3 separate regions of the Gossypium hirsutum genome follow, and regions 1 and 2 are each linked to region 3. A link is a contact called in public Hi-C data. All regions are on one chromosome and are shown on one strand. Each heading gives the region's core, a stretch centred on a gene start, on an enhancer-like site or on the middle of the called end of the contact. The rest is flanking DNA. Distances are from core to core; before and after follow the strand shown.

Region 1 (3,726 bases), core at 963-3,462, 210 kb after region 3:
TATGCCTTATCCCCGACCAAATGCTCATCATCCTGCATCAAACAACTAACCCAGTTGAGCCATCTCCTTTGACTGGCCGATCGATGAAAGAACCTTGTATTCCGGTCACCCATCTTTAACCAATTAACCCTAGCTTTTTGTTCCCAATACAACTCCTTATCAATCTCCAAATTCAAATCAAGTTTTGCGCTCAATAAATCCAATATACTCCCGTCGTCTCTATCCCCTAAGGTACAGGCCGTGACATGAGTACGTAAACAACTGAATCTAGCCCCCTGCCATTATACAGACCAGCGACCCATCTTTGTAAGCCAAAACAAAGCATCACCAACCAATGCGGGACATAACCCACACTATTTGCCCAAAGGTAATGAATCTTTGGCTCGCAAGAATCTTCCAAAACCCACCATGCCTCAAACCGAAAAGAACACACATTGGGACTGAAAGAACGAACATTATCAAGTAGTCGAGAAATGATCCCACCATGCCAAATTTGCAACCCCCTATCCAAGCAGTCTCTAATGTCTTTGGCCGTAAGGTTCCCACATAAACCAAGGTCCTTCAAACCCAAGATTATCCAGACACTTTAGAATTCCAACATGCATCTTTTGTCACGCAACACACCCCCTGTCTTCTCAAAAGAGTATAATATTTTGTTAAAATCACCACACACCTACCAGGGCAACCTTTGATCATGTCCTAAAGTCCGAAGTGTATCCCAAGCTACAGACCGATGTCTCAAATCCGGTAAACCATAAAACCCTGTAAAAATCCAACTCACGTCTATACCAATCTCTTTGGCATTCACATCAATATGAAACCATGAGAAACTTCATAAATCCACCAGCAGATTCGCCTGCCAACCCAAACTAAGACACCCCAAAGTCCCTTCCACCGACACCTCTATGCTACGTAAAAACCCACACCGATGCCGTACCAGAACCATATGATCACAATCTAATTTCATCTCCGTGAAGAAGAAAATATGGAGATTGTACAGTTTCAGCATATGCTGAAGCTTGCGAATATTCCGTGGACTCCCCAACCCACACACATTCTAGCAGAAGATCCTCATGGTTGTCGACCAACCTACTCCTTAGCAGCCACTGATATATTCAATTGGCAAGTAGGAGATCGCTCGTCTCCAGCCCTTAGTGAATTCGAACCCTCTAAAACAAGCCTAGAGGAACGTCCACTTCGCAGTCTCTTTTTCCCACCAATTCCTACCACAGGAGCATATTTCAAATCATAGATCATATTGACTAAACCGTACACACCCAGATCATTCTCGGTAGCTCTCGACACAACCCCTTCTAAGTTCACCCCCAAAATCAAATGGAGACCCCCTAGAAAACACGCTGATAAGGTAGTCGACAAACCCGTAAGCCTAAAGGTGCTCAAAAGAACTATCCCCTAAAAACCATTAGTAGTTTCCTTAATCAGCCAGATACTGTCCATAACAGCGACTCTACGTCCCACCGCTCTAAGAGAAATATCCCATCCATTATCATTTGCAATGACTTCCTTTGCCAAGTGAATGGGGTAGAAATTGTCTCCATGCCCCAGACGACCACACAAAAAGCAGAAAAGTGTAAGCTTCTCATACCAAAACTGAACATAAATAGAGTCCCCAGGAGATAGTTGAATATTCTTCCGACGCTTCAATGGTGCCCGAATATCAACTTTGACCCTCATCCGCAAGAAAGGAACAATGCTGTTAATATCTTATTTGGCATCGTACTCCTCGAATAGCCCAACGAAATTCCCCAATGCCCGAGCAACAGCCTCCGAAAATAGTCCAAGTGGTAAATCATGAATCTACACCCAAAAGTAGGAGTAGATCAAAGGCACCAACAAAGGGTCCTTACTAGGACGTAGGCAATGAAAAACCAAAATATGGTTGTTAAAAGTCCAATGTGCTCCTCTAACAACTCGGTCAAAGTCAACACAATTGAAGAACCAAAATAGAAACCATTTCTCCCTTAAGTCAGTAATTTGTATCCCTCCCAAAGGATGCTATAAATTCGCTAAAGTATTGTTCATATCAGGGAAATGTATCACACTAGTAGTAACAAAACAACCCACAAAACAAAATTCATATAGTAGAGTGCGACCAATTAAAGGCCCCAGAAGTTGAATCACATCATCCTCCTCCTCCGTAATTCGCAAAGTAGCCAGATCATTTTCCATGTCCCACCAAATACACGAGCACCTGCCCCACAGAAACCACACACCAGCAAACTGTCGAAACCACCAAAAAACTGGAAACCTGAAACAACAAGGGAAGATCGCCCCAAGAAATAGCGTGCTAACGAAGTAGACAGTTACATGTCAAAAAAATTACAGACATATGGGTTTTGCTTTACCTAGACGATATCTCTTTCCCTTTATTTTTTTATATATCTTTAATTGATGTTTAGTTCGAAAAAAAAATTAGTTAAGTGAATTTGATTATATATATGATATTTTATTTGAAATTTAAAAATTTGGAACACACTCCATTAACTTTTTTTATTAGAAAAAAAAGGAAGTTAGATTACTTCAATTTAATATTTGAGATCGACATGGTGGTTGGGCTATTCAAGTGGTGATTATCATGATGGAATTCATGAGCAGAAAACTTTGTCATCGGGCCTCATTTTGACTGTGAAAATTGAATCTAGGACAATGACCAACTGAGACATCCTCAAACCTTGTTTTTCTTTCCCTCTACCAACGAAAGTAAAATGAAAACACAAGGATTTCTAACATATAATATTAAGCAATAGTAATTATTTTGAAAGATGGTTAAGGGTTAGTTTAGCATTACTTTTGAGAAGTATTGTGTAAAGGTGATTTTGAGAAGTATTTTTGAAAATTTTGGTGTAAGATTTAAGTGTTTAGTCTTGTTGTCAAAAAATACTTTTGAAAAATAAAATGTTTGCTTTAGACATGCTGTTATAAAATAACAAATATGCATTTTAATAATATTCAAATTAATTAATATTATGATATTTTACTAAGAATATAAAAATAATTTATTATTTAAATATCATAATATTAATTAATTTGAATATTATTTTACTAAGAATATATGAAATATAAATTAATTATTTGAAATACAAATATGCATTTAATTTCATTTATTATTTAAATTTCATAAATTTTAAATATTTTTAAGCAATTAATATTAATTATTTCTAAAATTTAATTCAAATATATAAATTATATTTTACATATAAAAATATAACTAATAAAAATCTAAATATATAATATTATATATTTAAAATAAATTTCAATAGGAAAGTAATTACATACCTAATATAAATATTATATAAAATATTTTATAAGGATTAAAATTATCTTTTGTTCTTAAAACGCTTTTTCCAGAAATAAAAATTAAAAAAAACTGTTTTTGCTTTTGGATTTTGTAGATCTTTTAAAAACACTTTTTATCCAAAAATTATATGTTCAGTTTATGACTCTAAACAATTTTTTGACTTATATTAACTATTTTTTTTTATTTTCCGATCGCTTGGAAGGAACAAAAGAAACATCTTATTTTTTCTTAAACAATTTCTGATCTCTAGTGGACCTCTCAGTAGGGTTCGAACCCAGATGAAGTTCTGACCATCTATTAGAGAAAAAATAAAAAATGGATCTTTTAGGATTTTCAAGAAATTCAGAAGATTCAGATAAAATATGCACTTCCTCGAAAATGAAAAAAAATTGATCTACTTTCATTTG
Region 2 (3,418 bases), core at 246-2,745, 240 kb after region 3:
GCATGCATAAGCACAAACCTGTACGCTGGTTTGGGAGGTGCAGCCTCAATCTCTAGATTAGGCTGATCCTTGTCCAGCTCAATTTCTTTTGCGGGTACATCATTTTTAGCCAATGCTTCTGGCATCTGCATTGATACATCACCAGTTTCTTCTGAATGACCACAAAAAAATTCATTAGTAAGATAATGGATATTTTTATTAAGGTAAAGAATATGTCTGATGCATGGGCAATTATTGTAGATAAATTTATCCCTTCCTAAAAACCCCTCTTCAAGGCAATACCTGCAATTCGCTCTTCACATTCTTTTATCAACTTGGAAAATCTTGACTCTGCAGGTGCCAAAGCAGCGCCAGTCTCCAGTGCAGACTTAGCAGTTTGATACTCTTCAAGCTTCATGCAGGCAGTGCTGCAGGCATAGATTTACACATCGTTATAAAGGGTTATGCATGATACATGAACATTAGTGTTAGGTAAGAAAAGGCAAATATTAATTTAACTATTTTATCTATTATCAGTATTTTGTATTGATAATGTTCATCCTACTCTGAACCACTCGGGAATTCTTTTATGCTATATTTGGGAACATGAACTTGAAGATTTGGATTTCATTTTCTGTACAATTTGAAATAATTGAATGTACTCGTATTGTATAAATTAATTAAATCCAATATTATTATATATTTATAAGGTATGAAAACATGAATTTCAAGTTCAAGAACATCTTTAGACATTTCAAATTCACCACTAAAGTAAATAGGCATCCAACAAAAACATGAAATTGAAAAATATTCAACAATGTTATATTTACATGTGTTTTATTACATAATTACATTATTTTTCAAAAACAAACCTATTTATCAAATCCAAGTTCCCAAACACAACCTTAGTAATTATATCAAAGGCGTGATAGAATCAGCTGATTTTAATGCAGGAATTAGCAGATTGTGCAAGGCCAAAAGGAGATAAATAAATAAAGCAGTGAAATTATCAAGCTAAAGAAAAGAAAAGTAGGCATTTGGAAAATATACTAACGCTTTACGCAGATAAGCTTTAGACATGGAAGGATCCAACTCAATCGCTTTGTTCGCATCCGCCACAGCCTCTGCGCCAACAAAATTGCAAAAAAAAAAAAAGACAATTAAATAATCAAAAGAAATTATATAAAAGCAAGATGGAATGGGGAAAATAAGGGAAATACCAGTGAGATTATTGAGTTTGATGTTGGCTTGAGCACGGTCAGCATAGAGCTCGGCGTGTTTAGGATTAAGTTGGATGGCTTGAGAGTAGAGATGGAGCGCAAGCTCGAAGTGGTCATCGATGAAGGCTTCTTTGGCTTTGGTCTCAAGATCAGACGCCATTGCAGGGGATGCCAGAGAAGAGAGAACAAGAAACAGTACTCAAATTGATCTGAGGGAGAATGAGATTGACCCTGGCGACGACTTAATATTATGATGATATTTTAATATATTTTTCCTTGGAAATTTAATGAAACCCATTTCCTTTTAAACTATATAAATAGTTTTTAAAATTGCCTAATTTTTAAAAATTATATAATAATCATTAATATTATTAATTTATTATATTTTAGTTATCCATTTACAAAATAATAGTGTGACACGCTAATTCAAAGATTTAATAACTAATATAGTGCATGAATTATAGTTAAAATATTACATTTGTATTTTTATCTTTTTCTAAAAAATAATTTTTATAAAAAATCATAATTTATTTTTAAAAAAATAAAATATTTATATCAAGTAAATGAAGAAGAAAAGGGTTATTTTCTCTTTTTTTATGTTTTTGGAAAATCAAAAATAACCTAATTAACCACAAAAATAAAAGTTGAGCAATTAACTTCTCTTTTTCAAAGTAAATCATTAAAAGGGATTTGAATTTTGAACAAAAATCTAACCCCTAACTGGTTGTTTGTGTTTTAACTTTTGAGAGGAGTTACCATTAATCATGAATTCATAGGTCGCATTTTATTCTTCTTCATTTCTTGCTTTTTATGTTTTTGTAAAACTAAGGCGGTACCGCATCTTCTCCCATCAAACTATTCGCTATATTGTATCCACCAAGGCTTCTGCGAAACCTAAGGTATGGATAACCTTAAGCCCCAAGGTACCCACAGCTTCGATTTTGATATTAAAACCCTGATTGATTCTCCTTTATTTATTGAATGGTAAATTATTCATTTATTTGGTTGAACGTAATACTAATTCAATTAAATGATTATTATTTTCTTATTATTTGTCTTTCTATAATAGCTATTCTTTAGTCTTACTAAAGAATATCTATTCCATAACGTTGAATAAAATAATAATAATTTCCATATTAGTCCTTTAAAACTTGAACTTAGAAAATATAAAAATAAAATATTTAAAATATTATTAAATTATATATTTTATTTTTATTAAATTATATTTAATAATAATTATATTAGAATATGATTAGATTATTTATTATTTTATTAAATTATTTTTAATAATAATCTTATTAAAATTTAATAATAATAACAATAATCATCTACCTAAAAATAATTTTGCTAATAGTACTATGGTCATTTTAGTTTTTTCTTTATGCTATTACAGCATCATTTCATTCAACCAAACACAATAATACTATTATAGTTCTATTCCATTCTATTCAACCAAACAGTTCTATTTCATTACAACTCTATTCCATTACAACTCTATTTCATTACAGCAAACTAAACATAGCATAAGTGTTAATTATTTGCAATGTTAATAATCTCACATTACTAACATATAAAGTACAAATAATATAAATAGAAATTTCTTTATAATTTGTTTCATAGACTTGGGTGCTTAGCTTGCTAGATAAGTGTACTTATCAATTAACTTTATGTACACATGCAATGTCAAAAGATAGGTACTTAGATTTATATTCGGTGGTGTAAATAATTTTTTTAAATAATAATAATTTTTTATTTGCATATAAACAAATTTATTTGAATAATTATAAATTTCAAAAAAGACTTTTAATGAATAAATATATCTTTCCTGGAAAGTTGTAATGCTGTGGAAAAAATGTAACTTAGTGACAAAGTTACGTACCAAGTGACATATTCTTTGATGAAAAACATAATGTGTCTGTACCACCCGGTTACCTAAATTGACTCGAGATTTTAGAGAGTTAGGATTTAATTGAAAAGACTAGTAAATTGTTGGGTCTGATGGGAGAATAGAAAAATTTATTGGTCGAAATTCAAATAGTTGTACCACAACCCTAGTTCGGTTAGGATATAACTAGCTGGCTCCAAAGTGGGAGACATAATAATTAAGATCAAGTGGCGGCAATAGTCAGTGGAGATCGTGCCGAAGGAGTATATATATAGGTATGTGCGGGAACAAAGTTCCTCTTAATTTTGTTTCTCAAAACTTTTTATCTAAGCAT
Region 3 (3,783 bases), core at 1,177-3,676:
TTTAATTCATTTCTAGATCATTAAATTCTTTCTTCAGCTAATGCTACATATTTGCAGCCTTAAGACTCTTGATAATTGAATCATAATACTAAAACCATATCATCTTTTCAGACTAAAGGCAAAGATGAGTTTGCACATGCATGCTTGCTGCTGGTGTCAGGGAAAAAAAAGGGGCAGGGGAGAGGGAAGGTATTGTTATTAACAAGCATATAAAACATCAAAAGTTAACGAAACCTGAATACTTTCACAATCTGTTGAAGTTTCAAGATAGCATACCGTCAACAAGAAGCATGTCACCCACTTCTACATCGTTAACAAAATCATCATAGTTGACACTAACACAATCAGGTGTCCCAACTCCTCTCTTAATTGTAAAAGTAAATTCTTGCCCAGTTGTTAATGTGATTGGTTGAGGCAAGTCACCGCTCCTAACTTCAGGACCCTAACAAACAGAGCCAAAATAACATAAGAACATAATAAATGAAGGTTTACAGAAACTGAACTAATAGAACTATCAGACGAAAATCACATAATATAAGTTGTATAATTGTTTCCTACAACACTACGTCCAACAATTTTAATGGCTCATAACCTCACAAGTAAAACACACGAATAAAGACAAAAACCATATGCACACACACACACATGCAGACATATATTTGTATTGCAGACTAATAAGTGCCCAAACCATATACTAACATACTGTCACTTGTACATACTTGGCAGTCTTACTCCAAAATAGAGTGTCATGATGACCATAACAGAACCTGTATCCAAAATCCAAGAAACAATTGGCATAGGTTTTTGTTAAGAACATTGTCTAAGATGACAAAATTCTGACAATAATTTTGACAAAGAAAGGTAACACCGATGTCTAAGTCTGACAACACCAAACTGTTGGCTCAAGCAACCTGGCATAACTGCTTTTACACTGTAAAAAGGTAAATGAAGTTGAGGGAACTTGCCTTGGTGTCAAGCATGATTGCGATAGTGTTGTCTTTGGATTGTGCATTATATTCCTTGACTAAATCAATAACTTTCTGATGAGATGCATGGTCTCCATGAGACATATTCAAGCGAGCAACATTCATTCCAGCCTCAGCCAATTTCCATACCATTTCCCTTGTGTTTGTTGAAGGACCAATAGTGCAAACAATCTTTGTTTTACGTCTAACAGTAGGCTTGGACCACATACCCACTGATCCATCACCTACTTGCTGAATCCCCCTTAACTGCTCATATTGCTCCTCCCTCTGAAGAAAAAAAGTAAGAAAAGTTACAAGCAATGATTTCCGGTGATTTTCTCTCTTCAGCTGTCCATGATAAGTTATTTGAGCATAGATATAATGGCAATTCAAAGCATAGTGACTATGTCATTCAACGGCAATGCCACCATCCTATACCAGTGTAAATAAGCAGAAATTTCAAGTGAAATACACTGTGTAATTCGAACTTCATCATTTTAACCAAACACTTAAGTTGTTATACACTTCAAGGTTCCTTTTCTTTCACCGGCAATGGCAAACAGGTGAAAGTTATGCCCCATGTTACTCATTATTCTCTGGATAATTTCTTTAGCACAAAATCAACCGACAGTGCACCAAAGACTGGCTTGTAAAAAGATCTCAGCGGAAATCTTGACTCCAGTCCTAAATATTTCTCATTTATAGTCCAAAGTGACCAGGAAGTTTCCTCATTTTAGAGAAAAAAAATCACCATTTCCATTTATGGATTGTGTAAGTTTCACTAATAGGACAATGCATTTTCGAAAATACAAACATGACCTTATTCAACTTGACACGCTCCATTCTTATAAAAAAAAACAATCAGCATGCTCCATGATAATATTATCACTCCACTTACATAATATCACGCCTATTGCTTTCTTAGCCTCTAGATAAATCAAAAAAGTTAACAAAGATCCAGTGCGTTTTTTGATCTTTTTTCTTTTAGCATGAGATGGCAGCAACCAAATTCATAATCAAAGCGGAAGGTCAGAGAGGTCGGAAGTGGGCCAAACCTTAAGTACATCCTCAGGTGAAACGGGAATAAGTTCAGGCTCGGCACGTGAGGCTCTCTTGGCAGTAATCCTAGAGTTCCTCGTAAGCACGACGGCGTTGCTCTTCCTGTGGTCAGGTAAGAGTACTTTGGAAGCGAAGGACGCAGGCTTAAGCTTCTCCACTGGGTCCTGAAGGGATCCGGAGGCCTTGCTGAAGTAGTTAGCACGAATGGATCTAGTGGCCACCACTTGAGCCATTGCTAAAATGAGAGATAGAAAGGGTTCGAGGGGAGAGGAAGGCGAGGGAGTTTCGCTGATAAAATTGAAGGTTGGAGAAATCGCCGCTAAAACAATGACTTTTAAAAGAGGAGGCTGCAGAATGAAGCGTGCCTAGTTTGTATCGACAAACACTATGCACCTATTTTATTCAAACTGTTTTTTTTTTCTCTGAGTAAGAATTTAATGTGAAATTATACATATAAATTTTAATTTAATTCAGTTATATATTTTTTTGTGATTTAAATATATATTTAAATTTTTAATTTTGATTTAGTTATATAAATTTTAAAAAATTGAATATATTAACCTATTTTTATATGTGATAAATTTAATTATTTATCTATGTAATATATAATCATAAAATAATATTATATAAATAATTATGAATTAAATTAAATTAAAATTTTATATATACAATTACCCATTAAACTTTATTCTTTTCAAAAAACGGATGGAAATTAGGCAAATTATTATTATTATTATTATTATTATTAAAACAAAGAAGACAACTTTTTATTGTTGTTATACGACGTCGTGTCAGAGATTCAACCCCTGATATCATTCGTCATTTTTTTGTTCAAGTGTCAGCATAACATTGGTCTTGTTCCGGGTTGGGATTGAAGTTGAACCCTCCATAGGATTTCCAATTTCAATTCGCCTCTCGTGGTTTTCCGCATATATCATTTATGATTTGACTTTGACAAGCATTCTTTTCATTAAATATAAAACTTGTGTTTTGTATTGGGTATATGGATTTAAATTTTTGAATTTTGAATTTATTTTAGTTATAATTTCAAATTTATCTCTTTAACGCTTTGAACATAAACTTTTTTTTAGTTAAATTTAACCTTTAACCTATTAAAAAATCGAATTTAATTATTAACATTTCCAAAAAGAGTCAAAATTTATTTTTCCTTCAGAGAGAATGTTAACTAAAATATTAAAATTTTAAATACAGCAACCTGTATGACGATCTACTTGTATTTCATGCTAACTTTTTGAATTTTTATAAACTTTTTGTATTTTTTTAATTTTAATTTTAATTTTAATTTTTAATTTTTATAATTTTTGAATTATTTGTTTACGTGACATATAAGACAAATGGTGTTATGTTAGTAGGATAAACACATAAATTGTCATGCGAGTTGTTACACCAACAACGTTAAAAAATTAATGTTTTAGTCAGTATTTCTATTAAAAAATAATTTGACTCTTTTTTGAAAGGTTAAGAGCTAAATTTAGCTTAAAAAAAAGGAATAATGATTAAATTGACAAAAAAATGTAAATATTGAATGCTAAATTTATCATTATACTTTTTACTTATTATAGAAATAGTAATAATGAAATGTATATATCTATAATATTAATAAAATCCCTGATTGAGTTGGTGTCACAAGTCAATCAGACACCAACTTGTTTGAAAATTACAAAAATGATCTTTCATATTTAAAATAAATTATATTATTTGAAGGTTCTTTTGTCCTTTTAATTAAAAAAGCAATAAA

What was found. A called contact is a pair of places that touch in the nucleus more often than the background predicts.
Region 1: a Hi-C map of fibers shows a contact between it and region 3, with 3 times the contacts expected there. The contact joins the enhancer-like site here to the promoter of LOC107951846 in region 3. A contact is called at or near these places in 16 of 34 Hi-C or Micro-C datasets (anther, callus, fibers and 3 more).
Region 2: a Hi-C map of leaf shows a contact between it and region 3, with 4 times the contacts expected there. The contact joins the promoter of LOC107917913 here to the promoter of LOC107951846 in region 3. A contact is called at or near these places in 3 of 34 Hi-C or Micro-C datasets (callus and leaf).

Annotation. Positions count from the first base shown.
Region 1 is chrD08:36,916,542-36,920,267 of Gossypium_hirsutum_v2.1, reverse strand. No RefSeq gene overlaps it. Among protein-coding and RNA genes, the nearest start is that of LOC107917913, 34 kb to the right of the region's middle. Within about 2 kb of position 2,212, at least 2 of the 9 cell types and tissues checked have an H3K27ac peak or open chromatin away from gene starts, as enhancers often do. A contact at or near this core is called in fibers, where this site is marked.
Region 2 is chrD08:36,882,655-36,886,072 of Gossypium_hirsutum_v2.1, reverse strand. LOC107917913 (protein SGT1 homolog B) reads right to left here and starts at 1,495. Exons shown (of 10, transcript XM_016847331.2): 1 at 1,200-1,495; 2 at 1,034-1,103; 3 at 283-407; 4 at 19-151. The coding sequence starts at 1,359.
Region 3 is chrD08:37,126,246-37,130,028 of Gossypium_hirsutum_v2.1, reverse strand. LOC107951846 (plastidial pyruvate kinase 2) reads right to left here and starts at 2,426. Exons shown (of 12, transcript XM_016886996.2): 1 at 2,021-2,426; 2 at 966-1,253; 3 at 277-442. The coding sequence starts at 2,257.